Linked DNA regions of Mus musculus: regions 1 and 3 are each linked to region 2. Evidence: chromatin contacts called from public HiChIP or PLAC-seq and Micro-C data. All regions are on one chromosome and are shown on one strand. Each heading gives the region's core, a stretch centred on a gene start, on an enhancer-like site or on the middle of the called end of the contact. The rest is flanking DNA. Distances are from core to core; before and after follow the strand shown.

Region 1 (4,118 bases), core at 640-3,139, 150 kb before region 2:
GCTGAATTTCCTGCATTCAGGGGTCTCCCCATTTGAGGGTGGAGACCCGTGGTGGACTTGCAGGGAATTCCGGGGAAGGGTATGTGTTATTTTACATTGATTGGTTAGCTCTATCTGTAGTGGTCTGACTGATTCTACAATTGGTTAGACTCTGGAGACTTCCTAGGAGGCTGCTTACTCATTCTACCTACCTATTTTTACTTTGGGCCAGATGACAAGGTATCCTTTGATTGGATGCTCATAGCTGTGGCTGGCTGACCATAGGTTCCTGAATCTGGGTTCTCATTTCTGGGAAGCAGAAACTTAGGCCTAGTCTCCCAGCCTGTCTCTGGCTAACTCAGTTCTGCTTTCTAATGGAATTTAGGACCACCAGTCCAGGGATGTCATCACCCACAATAAGCTGGGTCCTCTTCTATCAGTCACCAATTAAGAATATGACTTAGGGGCTTGCCTATTGCCCAGTCTTATGGAGACGTGGTTTCAACTGAGGTTCAATCCTCTCAGATGACTTTATCTTGTGTTTGCATAAAACTGATCAGCACAGACAACTTGCAGAAATTGTCTTTCTTCTTTCACCCTTTAGGGCATGGTATTCCAACTAGGTCTTCATGCGTGATGGAATGAAGCTGAGTATCTCACTGGGCCCTATTTATTTGTTTATTCATTTATTTATTGTTTAATGGCTTAGACATTTCATCTTTCACTAAGATTCATAAGGTCAGGAGATTTGTGCCTTAACTGATGCTTCTTTATGTCTTACAAGACCATTTATTGAGACGATGAATAAATGAATAAAAAATATCAGAGCACTATAGGTTTTGTATGTAGTTGATTTGATTCTCAGTTGCTATATTGGTCTTTTAAAATTGCTTAATCAAACTTTATTATTATCATCTGAGTGTGCTAAGAGCATTTTCAACTTGTGTTCCACAACATATGGTATTCATAAAAGATAACATTTATTAAACATTAACTTTGTGCCAGGTATGTTCCAAGTGTTTAATTCACTCACATGCTCACACACGTATATGTGTATTCATTTGATCTTTGTAGGATAATACTCTGAAGTAAGTGCTATTGTTAGCTGATGTTTCAGATAAGAATATTCAGGTACAGAAGCTAAAAATATAATGACTTTCCCAGGATTACACAGACCATAAGTGGTAGAGTCAGAAACTGTGGCCCTAGGAAATCACTTTATGAAGTGAAAAGAAATAATTTTGTGGAAATGTGCTGAAAATAACTAATTTCAAAAGAATGATGAAACTGTTTTGTCATGACTTTTTTGAATTCAGACAAAGTGAGTTATTCAGACAGGATAAAATCTCTCCTCCCCTGCCTCTGCCCTGGTTTCTTGAGACAGGATCTTGCTATGTAGCCCAAGCTAACCTTAAACTATGTGGTACAGGGTGGCTTTGAACTCATATTACTTCCCTGCTTCATATTCCTGAGTGATAGGATTGTAGGAATGTGCTGTCATACTTGTATCTAAATTAAGTATCTTACTCTTTAGCCCAGGCTGGCCTTGAATTCTCATTCACATTATGTGTGACCATAATTAGAGACAGTCATTTCATAGCCCTGTCATCAGTTCCATTAGACTATCCAAAGCATAGCTCATGATCAACTCTGGAAACCCATCTCCAGCTTTGCTCTATTTAATGGCCATCAAAGAAAGTTGGTTTGGCTAATTTTTTTTTTCCTGATTGTAAAGCTAGTCCGAATTTATTTGGACAAATATTCATCAAAAATAGAAGAGTTTATGGAGAAGATGTGTCAGCTCTAAAGACCTCGTGAAGAAATAGGAATCATCTTGTATAGTCACACAAGGGGGATGTGCCTGGCGTTTATGTGCTCGGGGGTTCTGGGCTTGTAGTTGCCTGTATAATTAGTCATCTTCTTCCTTGCTTAGGTCTAAACAGATTGGAAAGTAACACTCATTACTCAAGCATGATGGATGAAGGCCAGAATTTACCACTACTAGAGGCAGAATAGAGAAAAGGCAGAAATTCCTGTAGACTAACTCCTGCAATGGGACAGTAGTCCACAGGGATCTTAGCCAGGGCTGCTGAAGAGAGACAGGGCAGGAACAGAAAATTACTCCCGTGGGGCAACTTGTGTCTAAGACGGGGAAAGAGAGGGCTGCCAAGGCCTGCCCGGTATTCTTCCCACATTCACAAACTTTTGTTTTTCTCTTAGAGTCAAACTGTTAAACTAGCTTCATCCTAAGGGAACGGTGAATAGGGGAGTGGGCAGAAGACTGGGGTAAGAGATTCTCCCAAGGGTCAAATTGGTGGATTTGAAGAGAAGAATATAACATGGTCAGGCTTATATTTTACAAAGAATGATTCTAACCATTCTGAATGGAGAGTTATTATAAAGAGAGGATGGATCATGGAGACTGGCAGCTATTTCAGGTTCAGTTTGCTGGATGAAAATGGTGGTGTTCTGATACTTGGATGTGATGAATATTTGAGGTTAAAGTTGACACATGAGTATTAAAGATAAATCACATTAAAATATGCTTTTGTTGTTGTTGCTTGAGATAGGTTTCATATCTCAGACTAGCCTGGAAGCAGCTGTATAATCCTGTCTGGCCTTTTTCTTCCCAAGGGCTGCAGTGACTTAGTGTACACCAGCACTGTCAGCCATAAATCATGCCTTACAAAATAAAATAGATGGCCTTAATTTGGAAAATGATTGTGTAAATCACACTTTATTGTCTCCTGTCATATTACTTAATGCTCTAATTGTAAATAGACGCAGGTAGCTGAGAGTTTGGATCCCAGTAAATGGAGAACACTTGCCTTGATTTTGTGCTTCTTAGCTGATTTTTGAACAATTTTTATTTTGGTTATTATTTCAACCAGTAATATGGGATAATGCTCAGTAAAACTAACCAACTGAATAACTAAATAAAAATCTTTTGGCATTTTTTAAGGCACAAGTAAAGTCCTTTGCAGTTGTCTAGGTAAGGCTGTTCCAGTCCTCTGTCTAACATGGCTGGACTCTGCTGAGGGCTGTAGTTTCTAGAAGGCCTACATGAGGGAGGGACACCTCTGTCTCAGACAGATACTTCCTGAGGCATGTTTCTCAGCTGCAGGACATCTCTGATTTATTTTGTAAGCTGACAAGGCCAAACATTACTGTTTTAAGCATTATAAACAAAACAGTAAATGTTAAATGTTCATTTAATAGATGCACTAGTAGGGCATTTATATACAGAAAGCAGAGACTGAGCCAAAACTGTGAAGGGGTTCTCTGGTGTGCCTGTGTGCATTGGGCTTAACCTGCTCTTTGATTGGTCGCCACAGGAGGGCTGCAGCTGCTGGGGAGCTTGCTCAGCACTTAGTGCTCAGTGCTCTGCGAGTCCTCTCAGTTTCTTTTGTTGTGTTTTCTTTCTGCTGATTACCCAAGACTTAGTAAGTGGTCACATTTCTTGCAGCTTCTCAGAAACTTTGTATGTTAGAGTCAAATTAAAGGTTTAACAAAACTCTGTTAAACCTCAATGCTTCCAAATGTTTTAACCGTTTACCAGTTGTCTTTTGTTGTTGTTTGTTTTGAGACAGGGTTTTTCTCTCTAACCTTGGCTGTCCTGGAACTTCTTCTATGGACCAGGCTGGCCTTGAACTCACAGAGATCTGCCTCCCTCAAACTCCTAAGTGCTGGACTGAAGGTATTTGGCACCACTCCCAGCTCAGGTTTCTTTATAGATAGCTGTCGCTTTACTGTGGTCACCGGTGTTCTGTGGGGGAAGAGCACTGATGGGCAGAGAGCTAGTAGTTAAGGATCCAGCATAGATTGACTAGAGAGCAGTGCTCTGTGAAGCTGTACATCTTACATTTATTATTTATGGATTGCTTGATTGATTGTTTTTCGAGACAGGGTTTCTCTGTGTAGCCCTGGCTGTCCTGGAACTCACTTTGTAGACCAGGCTGGCCTCGAACTCAGAAATCCGCCTGCCTCTGCCTCCCGAGTGCTGGGATCAAAGGTGTGCGCCACCACGCCCGGCTCATTTTACGTTTATATTATGACCAAATACAGACATGTCTTTGCGTAAACATGCATAGATGACATTGAGGAGAAAATGAAGCTGGGAGTGTGGCTCAGGGCTAGAG
Region 2 (4,264 bases), core at 755-3,254:
TTCCCAGTGGGATCCAGGCAGTCAATGGGATTCAATACTATTTTGGTTGCTAAACGGCTGCTTAACCCACAGAAGCCTCAGGTTTTTCCTAGGGTGTTATCAAACTTTGGTGACTCAACCTTGGGAACAACACTAGACACACCTGGGAAACATCTAAAAGTCTGAACACCCAGGCTACACCTCAAACCCATTAAATTAGACTCCTGGCATGCAATCCAGTATCAACAACCTTTAGCATTCTTAGAAGACTCCACTCTCTTTTTATGAGTCTATTCTCCAAGGATGGTTAGGACAGGAGTATGGAGGCCAAGGAGCAATCCTGGTAGCTACTGGCACGTGGGAGAAGAAAGGCATTCCTTCCGTGGAGCTGTAAACTGTTCACACTGAGTTCTAAAGCCATTAACTTGGAAGAATTAGTGGGAAGCAAGCCCCGGTAGACAGGATACTAATATAGCAATTAAACCCCCATGAATTAATCAGAATGCAATCAAACAGTCAGAGTTCTCTCCACTGATACCTGAATTTGAGAACTATTATTATCTGCCACTCTGCCCCTGTCCCTTTGGTTTGCCCTTTTGCAATGGTTAAATGAAGACAACAACAGAGGGCATTTAGAATTTCAATCAGAGAAATATTTGTACGCCCTAAGCTTGGGATTGAAGTGAGGCTCTTTAAAGATGAGTTTAATTGACAGGTCTGGGTCTGAATTTCAAGGGACCAACTACGTTCCTTTTAAACCACAAATCACTCCCAAAATCCTTATAAAATTCTATCCCCCCCGCCCCTTTTTGACCCTTATACAAGAAGCCATTTTTGTTGTTGAAATGAAACACTTGCCACATTCTGCCTGTTTTCTTGTCCAGGGCCAAGGGTTTCTGTACGTCCTGGGCTGACTCAAGCTTTCCCTGGTGGTCATAACCACAGGGCACTTCAAATGCAAACCTTCAAAGCCACTCGTTCTAAGGGGTGAGGTGGGTGGCCGCTGAGTATTTTGAGATTGTATCAACTTTTCTGTTGCCACCTTTTAACCTAGATACTTTCATTTTCTCTGTAACTCCTTTCCTGTCTATCTGACTTTACCCGTATGGACTTCTGAGGACTGGAGGATAGGTTGTAATTGCTCGCTTCTAGAAGGCATTAGCTTTGGAGCAGTAAATCACAGACTTGTTTTAAGAGTACCCTGCGTTTGTTGTGGTTGTTGTTTTTGAGTTAGCACTGTGCATTCTGAACGTTTCTCCCTTTCAGTCCACTTTGCACTAGTCACCCTGGACTCTTCCTATAGCAGAACTCTTCTGAACAGAATTGACACTAGGCAGATGCTAGCTCTGGAAATGGAGGTCCTTCTGTGTTTTCTCTCTGGCTGGCCTTTCTCACAAAACTCCTTGCAAGTGCAGTTCAGGATGAAAATGCAAGAGGGTTTTAGCAAGGCACAGTAAAATAGCCTTAAAAGAAAGATCCTGCTGTGTATTCTTAGAGGGGCAGGGAAGTAAGGGGTTGGGGGCAATGTGTGTGTGCCCTGGTTGTGGTTGTGATGGTGGCGATAGTGGGATATTTGTTGATGAGAATGATAAAGGGACACTATTCCACATCCTCTGTATTTGCAAGGCGCCTGGAAACCCTTGGGCAGCGGCATGCAGCTGAGTACCCTTAAGGGCCTCCCAGCCCTTCCCACTTAGTGGAGAGGCGCACAACCTTCCCGGCTGGCCCGGGTGACTGCGTGCGTGCATGCTGCGGTAGGGTGCCCTGGGGTCCGCCGGATGATGCCCCCGGGGAGGGAACGGTTCTTACAGTCACTGGTCAGCGCGAAGGGCACGCGGCGGTGGCCGAGGGAGTGGTCTTCAGCGGGCGCTTCGAGAAGCCTCTTACCGGCGGGCAGCGGGAAGGCAGACGCGGTGTGGAGCAACACCAGGCAGACAGCCACGACATCCCATAACTTCATCTTAGAGTCCCGTCCGGCGGCGGCACCTGCGCGGGCGGGCAGCGGGGAAGAGAACCGCACCAGGCAAGTTAGGCTCAGACGCCCAGGACCCTGGTGCTGACTGCAGGGCAGCCTCTTCACCACTTCCCTGCCCCCCCCCCCAACCTGCTCCCAACTCACAGCCTCTCCGCCCGCACTGCTTTTGATCGGTGCTTCCCTAAGCACCCCGCCCTTGTTCTGGTTTACTGCCCGCCCATCTTCCTTCATCCCTGGTACACCCCAGGTGCAGCTCGCATTCCCAACGGGTGCACTGCTGACCACTCTTCGGTCCTCCAGCCTCCAACTTCCAGAGGTCAGATTATGGACATAAATTTATACCACAACTCCGGGCCCGTTGCTTCTACTGGCTCGCGCGACATCCCATATTCCCGGGGGGCGGGGGCGCACGGGGTAGCCCCCATCTGGCTACCTTTGCCCGGCCCTCGACAGACAGAGACCACCCTTCCCCTCCCCAGCAACTCCCATATGTGAGCTCTGGAAGCCATCCTTTCGCTGATGCAAACAACAGGCTTTTTACCTCTGGGACTAAAATCAAGCTCACCTATCTGTCCCAGGCTGGACCTTTCTTCTAACTAGGCAGGGTGTAGGCTCAGGCTTGGTGGAAACACTTGCCCTCCCTCTGTCTACCTTTTAAACATCCTGGCTAAGTGAAAGAAAAAAATGTCACCAGAACAAGTTCATGTGACTTTGCAGACTCTGGCCTGCATAAAAGTGCCAAGTTAAGTCACTTAACTTCGGAAGCATCGGTTTGGCTTAAAATACCAGTTCCACTTCTTAGGATCATTAACTCACGAACAAGTCCAGAAAGTGCCCAATAAATGTTTTACCACTGTTAGTAGGCGGCGACTGGATCTATCTTGACATTTAAAGCCCTCCGTGGTATACCCGAACACGCCCTTGATTTTAGTTTTGCAGCTTTGTGAAGTTTTGGTCCTAATTCTGTCCCTCTCAGCAGAGATGCTATCTTTCGGTTCCCCTAGCTACTCCAGGACCCAGGACCGTAGTAAGAGTCCTGAACACCGAGTCCTTTGGACTCTTAAGACCTCACATCTCTAGAAAGGAAGAAGGCCTTGCAGTCTGGGGTGAGCTTGCTAATAAAGAAGGCTATGTTCACTTGGCGAAAAGTCCCATCCAAAGAGACGGGGGAAGAGAGATTGAATCACTTCGGGTATGGTGGTACTCTGTCACTCACAAGTCCCGTTGTTCCAGCATGGGGAATTGGCTGGGGAGCATTCTCAAATCAGGTAAATCATGCATTTTGAGAAAACAGTCTTGACATTTTTAATGGGGGAGGGCAAATCAGTTTTCAGGTACACACACACACACACACACACACACACACACACACACCTCCCTGCACCTTTCCTATTAGTCTCCAGGCTTTTGCTTCTCTCTCCTTTCCGGGGTACATCCCTCCCGCCCCTCACAATCTCCACCCAGAATTCCAGTCTAGGTCCCTAGATAAGGCCACTAGGAAAGCATTTAATTCGGCTGCCACCTCCCACTGCTGCGGAGACGAATTCATTTTCCATCCCTTGGGCGTCTGTTTTCTCCGCAGCTGTTGGGTTCGGAGATTGGGAAGCGACGGAACCACACAGCTCCGGGGTTCCGGCTGCGCGGGCTGGCTCGAACACCCCAGAGGAGGGGGAAAAAAAAAGACTCCCCTGGCTCCCGCCCCTCACGCAGCAGTGCAGAGAGGCGCTTCGCGAGCGGGGAGCGGGGGGGGGGGGGGAAGGCAAGGCCTCCGGGGTGCTAGCTTTGCCAGCTCTCGGGTGCGTGCGAAATGGCTGGCAGTCCCGAGCGGCAGGGAGGCGCGGGGTTAAGGCGCGGTCCTGGATCGCCGTGCCGGTCGGCAGGAAGCGGCGGAGGCACCAGATTTCCCTTCCGCATTAAGAGGGTTTTCCTATTTATTTATTTATTTATTTATTTATCTATCTCAGTTTGGCTCACGGAAAGCTTTTAAAATTGGACATGGCGAGCCTCGATCAGAAGCGAGGCGACGCTGGCAAAGGAGGAAAACACTTGAAACATTCACTCTCTGCCTCGCCAAAGGAGACTCTCCATCTTATTGTAAGCGGGCAGCATCGGGCTTCCCGAAAGCACCCCGCCCCCAATCCCGAGGAGGTGCAGGAACACTCTTCTCTGAGAGACGCGGGACCCGCTCTTCGCTCCTCTCTGAGCCGCTCTTTAATTGGTGGCACTTGCTCCCCCCCAACACCCGGGTGGGGATGGGGTGTGCATCTCCCTGGATGCTCTTCCAAGGAGTCCATCTGGGCCCCGCCCCGC
Region 3 (4,186 bases), core at 1,167-3,666, 190 kb before region 2:
TGGTGAGAGCAAAACTAGGGATTTATTTACCCATCGATTTTGATGTCCTTTGAAAAGAACCCTGGAAGTCCTTTGAAAAGAACCTCTTTGGTACTATGTGTTCAGAGCCCTGGGTCTGTTTCTAGCACCACATATGTGTGCACAAGAAGAACTGCCTGTAGACTTTTTAATTGTATTTTGGATTTTTAGTGATTTAAAGTAAATATATGCTAACCTAAAGTATTTTAAAATGCTAGGCAGAGAGGAATTTCATGTTTGATTTTAAAGCTGAAATGTCTTGTTTGTGACATCATTGAGTCTGCTTGTGAATCTAATATGTAATAACTCAAACCTGAGACATTATTTCCAGGGTTACTAACGAAACACATGGAGAACTCTTGCTGCCACTCACTTTTTTTTTTTTACTCAAAAAAGTTAATAAATATTGTGGAGGAATTGAATTTCTGAGCAGATAAGTTATTTAGAAGTAACCTTGTCCATGGCCCCATTATACTTGAGTAGCTTCTGTTTAATTTATACTTTTTCTAGTACTTTCGAGATTTATTAAACTATGGTATAAGACTTTACCTTATATGTCCAGGGATAAGACATTTAACGCCACACTGACCGTTACGTATTTTATGCAATGTATTCAGGGAATGCTCACACATTCTGTGTTGCTGTATTCTGTATGCAGCAAGCATAATATGTTTACACCTTCAAAACTGTTGGATCAATGTTTGATAAATTCCAAGTGTTTTGTAGTTCACTATATAGTTTTACAGTTTTTAATTAACAATTTCTCTTGGCCAAGAAACATCAATACTGAATAATTCATATGTAGGGATTATAAACTGGGGAAATGCTAGTTAGCATTTTTCTTTCTTTTTGGAGATTCATATAAAAATGTCAATATAATTTTAAGATTTCAGAATAGCTATTTTTATATGGTTGTTTTAAGTTCATTAATTTGCGTGTTTATTTTTAAAGAAGAATGTGGAAGTCTGCAAGAAATTGTAGGGTATGTTTGTTTACTAGAATGCCATTAACAGGATTTGACAGAGGTAGCTTGAATTTCTTCTGGGGATTTCTCGGTCAAGGTAGTATCAGATGGACTGGTCAAGGTAGTATCAGATGGACTGGCGCAGTCCCTGCGTTTCTAAATGAACGTGTGTGCTCCCAGGACAGCTGCGGTGTGTGCTGTGTTAGCTGCTTTCTGGGGAGGAGAGTGGGAAGAATGGTGCTCCTGTGAGAAGTCATAAAATGAATTTTGTTATGGGAATGGGAATGAAAGGTGTTTACAGATTATATACTTTGTAATTCTTGAAACTCATAAATAAAGATAAAGATATGTTCTTTTTGCTTTGACGGATTTTTCCTCTCAAAGACATGGATATAATGAGAATTCTTGTCAAAATTACCAAATTTATTTGCATTGTATTTCTTAATCCATTTTTCTGTTGTGCCTTATAACCCCGACTCCACCTCTTCCTTGGACACGTGTCCTCATCTTTTGGCTCCCTGTTGCCATGAGTTAGAGTGGCAGGTTAGCAGGCACGCTTTTTAAGGAAGTGTGAAGAATGAGTTGACCTTTCTACTAGTTCTCCCTAAACTTTGTAAGTTTATACAACTCGGTTAGCTATTTCTGTCTTGTAAACTGTCCCTCCTGTGATAATGCTTCTGAAATTTATCTTGATGGAAGTGTTAGCTTTTGTTACTGCCTTTAAAATTGTGCCCCCAGTAAAACCAGCAGCTCTCTCCTGGAGAAACCTTTCCTGTTAGTAACAAAACAAAGCAGGAGAAAATGTGAAGGTTTCAGAAACTGTTGATTACTGGGTTCTCTGTAGTGGGCTGGGACCTGTTAGTTAGAATGAAACACAAGTTCTCTGTGTCAGCTTATCATGAAGCACATATGCATTATACAGGTTGGTTTATACCTCACGGAGTTCCCTGAGTCCTACAGTAACCGTCAAAAAAAGTATCTTTGTGGAAAAATCAAGATTCACAGATTATATTTTGTCCAGCAGAAATTGATGTACAAAAGTCTATCTTTACATCTAATAAGCAGAGGAGTGGACCAGCTTTTTGTTTATACTATGTAACTATGTAGTAATTACTATTTAACCTTACCCAGGCATCTTTCCTTATGTGTCCAAATAGGCACCATCTTACAAACCTTTCTCATAATCTACGTGATTTGTTATTTTTTTATCGAGTAATATAGCTTTTCCAAATTGTTTTTAGATTCCTCAATTCCTTTCTGTTTTTGCTGTAAAACTGCCTTGCCTGTCAACTAGCATGTTCATTGACAGCCTATTGCATGGGTTTAGCTAGAGACTAGATAAATGAGACAGTCCCGAGGATTTATAATACCGTAGACATTCACAAATTCTCATAAAAAAAGCAAGTAGGTGTAAGCATGCCATGTGTTACTAAGATTTACGAGGGGCCTAAAGCGGTCTGGAGGGCGCGTTTATGAGGAGTCGATGCTTAGCCTTAGCTTGGTAAAAAGAGTGGTTGTTTGTATTCAGGGAGAGGAGCGTGCTTTTTTCTTCTTTTAAAAAAAACTGACAGGAGGTTGCTCTGTGTATCCTTGGCTGTCCTGGAACTCTCTCTGTAGACCTGTCTGGCCTTGAATTCACAGATCTCTGCCTGCCTCAGCCTCCCTAGTAATGAGATTAAAACATCTACCTCCACCACCCAGCTAAGAGGATAGATACCTCTTTGGATGTAGTAAACAGCACTATATAGTATATGTATTATATATTATATTATGTATTTTATATAATATATTGTATATATTATAACAGACACACTTTAAGATGAGGGTGATGGTGCTCAGATGTATAACCCAGCACTTGAAATGCTAAAGCAGGAGGTTTGCTGCGAGTTTGAAGCCACCCTGTGCTACATAGTGAGTTCCAGACCAGCCTGGGCTCAAGTGATATCCTGTTTAAAACAACAACAAAAAACTCCTCAGTAAAACAGCAACAAAACCTAGACAGGCATAGAAAATCTGACATTATTAAATAAGAGGGAACAAAATAGAGAGCTGCGTGAGGTAGGTTCTTGGTAGACATGTTAGTCAACCTTCGCAGTTTTTTTTTTTTTTTTTTTTAAATTTTTATTTATTTTATTATTATATGTAAGTACACTGTAGCTGTCTTCAGACACACCAGAAGAGGGAGTCAGATCTTGTTACGGATGGCTGTGAGCCACCATGTGGTTGCTGGGATTCGAACTCTGGACCTTCGGAAGAGCAGTCGGGTGCTCTTACCCACTGAGCCATCTCACCAGCCCCCTTCGCAGTTTTAAGAAGGGGAAATAATGATCAGATTTATGTGAAAATGACTGTGGCATCTTTTTGTATTGGTGGTCAGAGAGGAATTTTTTGTATGTTAGGTCTGTGTTTTTGTTGTCTTTGGTGGCTGTTTTGTTTTGTTTTTCTTTTTTGAGACAGGATTTTTCTCTGTAACCCAGGCTGGCTTGGAACCGTTATGGAACCTAGCCTGTCCTAAAACTCACAGCTGTCCTCCTGCTAAAATTCTCTGTTTTTGTCAGAGAAATTTTTCAGCCCAAGAAGTGCCCAGTTGCTGCTGCTGCTTTTTAAAATGATACTTCCTTTGACTGTAAGAAGTTGAATTCTGCCCCTGAGCTGTGGCCCCACCCTGGTTCTTTTCTGCCTGTGGAGTTTCACAGATCTCTCTGTAGATGCTGATGTATGAGGCAGGAATCATTAAGTCAGTCTGTTACCTGGCTTTCCTAATAGAAAAGTTGGCACCGACAGAGGTGACTCACCACTGGTCACAGTAAGCAATTGAGAGCATCCCAATTCCTTGACATAATTTGTTTTAGATTTAGGAGATTAAAACCACCAATTCATATGTCCTTTTTTTCCAAACTGTGAATTGGGTAGTAGATAACAAAATATATGAAACCTACTGTCTGAGGATATATGGGTAGTAGATAACAAAATATATGAAACCTACTGTCTGAGGATATATGGGTAGTAGATAACAAAATATATGAAACCTACTGTCTGAGGATATATGGGTAGTAGATAACAAAGTATATGAAACCTACTGTCTGAGGATATATGGGAGACAATGATGAAGAAGATTGTTAGGCGCAGCAACTTTTTAAATGTATCAGTGAGGTCCCTGAGATCCTGAAGCCAGAATTATTTTCATAATGACATCAAACCTTC

Evidence for each region. Hi-C and Micro-C count contacts between places; a contact is called where the count stands out from the background. HiChIP or PLAC-seq counts read pairs in DNA pulled down with a chosen protein or histone mark.
Region 1: a Micro-C map of muscle stem cells shows a contact between it and region 2, with 4 times the contacts expected there. The contact joins the enhancer-like site here to the promoter of Gdnf in region 2. A contact is called at or near these places in 2 of 39 promoter capture datasets (the 3T3-L1 cell line and hippocampal neurons), 3 of 484 Hi-C or Micro-C datasets (the HL-1 cell line, the N1E-115 cell line and muscle stem cells) and 1 of 115 datasets of contacts at active chromatin or transcription factors (stem cell-derived neural progenitor cells).
Region 3: a contact with region 2 is called in an H3K4me3 HiChIP or PLAC-seq map of embryonic limb bud, with 2.4 times the contacts expected there. The contact joins the enhancer-like site here to the promoter of Gdnf in region 2. A contact is called at or near these places in 4 of 39 promoter capture datasets (the 3T3-L1 cell line, hippocampal neurons and liver), 5 of 484 Hi-C or Micro-C datasets (the F1.1 cell line, LSK cells, nephron progenitors and 2 more) and 4 of 115 datasets of contacts at active chromatin or transcription factors (embryonic limb bud, embryonic midbrain, forebrain and 1 more).

Annotation. Positions count from the first base shown.
Region 1 is chr15:7,960,857-7,964,974 of GRCm38.p6, reverse strand. All of the region lies in intron 10 of Wdr70 (WD repeat domain 70), which reads left to right. Among named protein-coding and RNA genes, the nearest start is that of Wdr70, 140 kb to the left of the region's middle. Within about 2 kb of position 1,889, at least 32 of the 459 cell types and tissues checked have an H3K27ac peak or open chromatin away from gene starts, as enhancers often do. A contact at or near this core is called in muscle stem cells, where this site is marked.
Region 2 is chr15:7,813,290-7,817,553 of GRCm38.p6, reverse strand. It overlaps Gdnf (glial cell line derived neurotrophic factor), which reads right to left and starts at 2,004. Exons shown (of 2, transcript NM_001301357.1): 1 at 1,789-2,004. The coding sequence starts at 1,939.
Region 3 is chr15:8,005,826-8,010,011 of GRCm38.p6, reverse strand. All of the region lies in intron 9 of Wdr70 (WD repeat domain 70), which reads left to right. Among named protein-coding and RNA genes, the nearest start is that of Wdr70, 91 kb to the left of the region's middle. Within about 2 kb of position 2,416, at least 14 of the 459 cell types and tissues checked have an H3K27ac peak or open chromatin away from gene starts, as enhancers often do. A contact at or near this core is called in embryonic limb bud, where this site is marked.